Regions from separate parts of the Gossypium hirsutum genome. Here region 2 is linked to region 1. Evidence: chromatin contacts called from public Hi-C data. All regions are on one chromosome and are shown on one strand. Each heading gives the region's core, a stretch centred on a gene start, on an enhancer-like site or on the middle of the called end of the contact. The rest is flanking DNA. Distances are from core to core; before and after follow the strand shown. Region 1 holds the start of LOC107949545 (zinc finger CCCH domain-containing protein 30). Region 2 holds the start of LOC107949444 (guanylate kinase 2).

Region 1 (2,513 bases), core at 10-2,509:
CTAAACCCATATGAGGTCTATCTTGATCTAAATAAACAAATTCAATCATTTAATACTTCTATTATTCAATTCAGTCCATATTTCATTTTTTACAAAATTATAATTTTGCCCCAAACATTTTAACTTTCAAAATTTAATCATTAAACTCATAAATTGAAATCTAAGCATTTTCATCCTTTTCTCAAGCTAGTCGATTTCTCTAAGGACTTATATCATAAATTTACCATGAACTTTTACCATTTTTACAAATAAGTCCCTAAATGTTATTTTCATCAAAAATCACTTACAAAACTTGTTTATTTATTAATAATGATTCATAATCTACCATCAAACATCAATAATCATGTAAGAACATTCATGGAAAAACTCTAAACCTTTAACAATTTTACAAATTGATCACCGGGCTAGGTAGATTAAACAAAAATGTCTTCAAAAACATAGAAATCATTAAAAACGAGCTCAAAACCACTTACATGCAAGCAATTATAGTTGCCGAATCAAGGAACCCTAAAAATGGCTATTTTGCTTTTGATTTTTTATGGAAGAAGCTTTGAAGAAGATGAGTGAAACTTGGTTTTATTTAACTTATCCTTTATTTAGTCATTTACCTTTTTACCCTTTAAAAACATTCAAAATTTCAATAAAACCTTGCCATGAATATTCACTAACTAATCAAATGGTTTAATTACCATCTAGGTCCCATCACTTTAAAGTTTCATAGCTATTTGACACCTTTAACAAATAAAACTCTACTTTTACACATTTTATAATTTAGTCTTTTTTATTAAATTAAGCATGCAAACATTAAAATTTCTTTAACGTAAATTTATTACGACTATACTAACATTCTATAGACATTAAAATAATAATAAAATAATTATTTACTTGTCAAAGTTATGATCCCAAAATTCTTATTCCAATTTCACTGAAAACAAACTCTTAAGCGCCAGCTCAACTTTTCCTTCGAGTTCTATGGTAAGAAAAGTTCAGTCTACTTTTTTTTTCGAAAATATAACCGTCATGTAAGGGGAATTTAGGTTGAAATCATAAGGAATTTGACAAAGGAAATGGTAGAACTATTATACAACAAATTAGGTTGTCTGCCAAAGAGTTGTCCAACCGTTTCACGCCATGTTAAAATTAAAAAATTTCATGCTTAACGAAATGACAAGGTTAACCCAACCTTTTATATTAAAACTTCCTAATAATCTCACACGTTACTATTTGATTGGTCTAAAAAGGAAATTCAGAGTGTTCGCATTCGGGTTTTTTTTCCTGTCTCTTTAATCTGAGATAGGCGATTTTATCTAAAATAAATAAATATATTCTTCAAAATCTTAGTTTTTTTCATTTAATAATTACTTTGAGTTTTTGTTTCTCTTTCATGAGAGAAAAAACATCCGTAACATAGGAAATACAGATGGGATGAAGAAAAAGAAGAAATCAGCTACTCGTTTTCTCCGAACTCTCTATTTTTCTAACTTAACCATCCAAAAATAAATAAATAAAAAATTGGAAGCACACAAATCTAATCAAAGACCAGAATTCCTTCATCACTTTTTGAAGTTATATCTCAAATACCCACTTCTTTCTCAAAGTAGATCTGTCCTGCTTCAGAGATGGATTAAACTGGTAAGGGTTTTTTTTTTTTACTTAAAATCTTTGTTGTAATATTCCTGTATTGTTTTGATGTAATGAGTGGAGGATCACATGTAAGAGAGATCTTGTTCCCGAGGCTTGTCTGTTTTTGTCTTTGTTTTCAACTGTCTTTTTTAGCAACAATTTTCCTATTGATTGCCCCAGAATCAGATCTTTTATCTACTTTTCCCTCACAGCATTGCTTTCATATTCTATTTTTTTTTAAAATTATTCAGTCAGTGATGACCGCGGGAAGATTTGGTTCAAGATCCTTCAATCATAATATTGTGAGTGTTTACAGCTATTTCTCAAATTTATTCACTGATGTTTGTGCTTTTGATCTCGTTCTTTATTTTAATTTTTTGTTTACTGGGAAAAACTAGTTGAAAGTTCAGAAAGGAAATGGAAGACCCTATGTTTTGTTCTAAGTCAATTATATCGAAAGTGTAGGAAAATAGGTTGTAATTTTATCTATTCCAAAGTAAAACTTTGTATATTATTAGTGGAGTATGTTTTTCTTTTCTTTGCTCCTTTGATGATATTTAAATCCTTAATCTCACTTTTGCTCTAAATCTACATTTAATTTTCCATAATTTTTATGTAGATATTTCCATTGACAAACATTGACTTAGCCTTTCCTGTTGTTTTCTTAAACTCCCAAGGGTGATTTTTTTTTTGTATTTTTTTCTCAGTTCTTTTTTCTCTGTATCTTATGGAATATTTGATCATTCATATGGAGTTCTCGTTATTCTACTGGTTGATTCTAATGGGTATTGTTTCTAAATCTCAGTTGGATTTTCATCTAATGAAAGTATGTGCTGTGGATCAGAGCCAATAAACCACTCGTCTAATCCAACAAGATCGAATAATTCTTT
Region 2 (2,513 bases), core at 9-2,508, 530 kb before region 1:
GGTGAAAATAGTAGACTTTATAGAAAAGGACTAAATTGTAGAAAAAAATAGTTTCTCCCTTCTCCATTTCTCATACACGTTGGAAGCAAATGGAAAGTATGAAAAGCTTTCTCCATCTTTCTTCCTTCTATATTCACTTTAAATTATAAAATATTAATAAAATATTATTAACATTATAATTAAATAATATAAAATATCACCAACATCATCATTTTGATCTAAGGGCCCATATTTCCTACTTCATAATTAATTAAGTAAATCCAATGGCTAAAATTTCATCTACACTTTCAAGGGAATTTTAGTAATTTTTCCAAAATGATCTTTCTTACAAAATGACTATTTTGCCCTAAGTAAAATTTTATATTTTCATTTGTCTCCTTTCCACCTTTACGGTATTTTCACTTTTGGTCTATCTTTTTTATATTTATATTTTAACCCTATAAATTTTGAATATTTATACTTTAGCCCCAACATTTTTCACTCTTTGTGATTTAGTCCTTTCTTTAAATTAATATATCACGTCATACTTCTTGATTTAACTTCTTTTGACACTCATCAACCTTCTCTTTTATTGATTATATACCTCATTTCACTATACAAAGAAATTCATTATGCAGGATCTCAAATTAGTGTCACTTTTATAACATAGTGATTTTAATATCATTACACCATTAATGAATCATTGTAGGATAGAAGTGGTCGAGTAATTATTTGAGGACTTGGATTTTGGTCATGCTTGACCTTTTCGCTACTACGCTGTAGTTCGTCTTCCTCTTCACTCGAGAGAATTGAAGTTGCCATAACCTAGAGGCGAAACTAGAAATTAGTTTTGGAGGAGCTAAAATATAACTATGTATTTTTTTAGAGCTAAATGTAATTTCATTATTGTATTAACTTATATTTTTATAATTTTTAATAAATTAAATTAAAATTTTATCACTTTTTAGACCAAAATTGAATTCCATAACCCCTTTATTTGGTAAGATAGTTATCTTAACCTATGACCGCTCTAAGCCAAAATCTTCTAATTTTTTTTTTGTTCTTTTCCTTTTTTTTTTAAATAAATAAATAAATTTCCCCTAGAAAAGAGCCATTAAAAGAACAGCACAAATTAAATAATAATTTCAAAAAAAGAAAGAAAGAAAACTTACTACTCCTAGTATTAAACAAATTGTTTTTTTATTTTTGGAAAAAAAAAGTGAAGCTTCCCAACAGCCTCGTATGAAAATGAGAGCCGGGCCAACGGGGTCTTCTTGTTTTCGTTAATTGAATGCAACCGAAAAAGAAAAGGCCTACCTCTCTTTCTTTCTCTTCACCAATATAAAAAGAGTGATTGGATTTCAGCTTTCCTTGCAATTCTTCTCCTTTCCGAATCCCATGTTTTGATCTGATTTAACTCCCAATACTTGGCCAAACGAATATCGCAAAGCTGAAAAATATCCATTTTTCTTCCTATTCTCTTTTTTTAATAATACTATCCCTTTTGGGAAATATCCTCCGCCTAGCCAATATAAACTTGTTTTGTTTTCTTCTCTTATCAAAGGTATGAATTTGGTGTTTAACCAATCTGTTTCGTTCTTTTCGAGCCTTTTTTCGCCTATATTTATTTTTTAACCATGTTATTGCATCTGGCTTTTTTTTTTTTAAAGTTTATTCTCTCTATCTTTCGTTTTTGAGACCTGGGTTGTTTGAAATTCGACGTAAAAACCAACTGAAACATTATTATTTTAGCTTGTATCTCTGATTTCTGGTTGTTTTTTCCTGTCTGTTTATACTTTTATGTTTTGCATTGTAATGCTAGATTGGAATCTGGGTTTTGGTTTCAGAAATCTAATTAGTTGTTATACCTCTAAAAAATGGTTCCCTTTTACCTTCGATTTTGGTTTCTTGTTTGACATGTAAATTGTATTGATTCAATGCCATCCATGATTCCTTCTTTTATTGTTTGATAGATCCAAAAAAATACGAGTTCCTTTTATTTGATCTCTTATCTCTCCATGTGTATTGATCAGGGGGAATCTTATTTTGGAGGCATTGGTTCTCCATGGTGAGCCTATCATCTTTTTATATATAGATATTTTCGGGTGAAAATTGGTTTTCATTTTTATTTACTCAGGAAAAGAAAGGGGTACTAGCAGGCTATTGAGTTTTATGGTTTAGCAAAGGTGGAAAAAGTGGCTTAATTGTGATTTGATTTATTTTGGTTATTGGTCATCAGGGAGAAGCCCCAGCATTCTTTGTTGATAATCTACAAAATGGATTTTCAAACGGATTTGGCTTAAAATCCAAAGGCTTTGAGACCTTCACCGACGTTGGTGACAAAACAGTATGATACTTTAATGCCTAATTTGGTGTTCTTTTATCATAAAGTGCTTCTCTTTGTTGTCTATTACGTGAGGTGTTCAATCACCTTTATCTGATTGAAGATTTGTGTGGATTTTCTACTGGCAGTTTGTAATTGGTGGGGCAAACAGTGATTCCACATCATCTGTTGGAATTCAGATTTATGACAA

What was found. A called contact is a pair of places that touch in the nucleus more often than the background predicts.
Region 2: a contact with region 1 is called in a Hi-C map of leaf, with 1.8 times the contacts expected there. The contact joins the promoter of LOC107949444 here to the promoter of LOC107949545 in region 1. A contact is called at or near these places in 3 of 34 Hi-C or Micro-C datasets (leaf and petal).

What each region holds. Positions count from the first base shown.
Region 1 is chrD03:24,123,309-24,125,821 of Gossypium_hirsutum_v2.1, reverse strand. It overlaps LOC107949545 (zinc finger CCCH domain-containing protein 30), which reads left to right and starts at 1,259. Exons shown (of 3, transcript XM_016884229.2): 1 at 1,259-1,632; 2 at 1,875-1,925; 3 at 2,429-2,513. The coding sequence starts at 2,452.
Region 2 is chrD03:24,651,750-24,654,262 of Gossypium_hirsutum_v2.1, reverse strand. LOC107949444 (guanylate kinase 2) reads left to right here and starts at 1,258. Exons shown (of 11, transcript XM_016884097.2): 1 at 1,258-1,543; 2 at 2,013-2,047; 3 at 2,219-2,326; 4 at 2,452-2,513. The coding sequence starts at 2,045.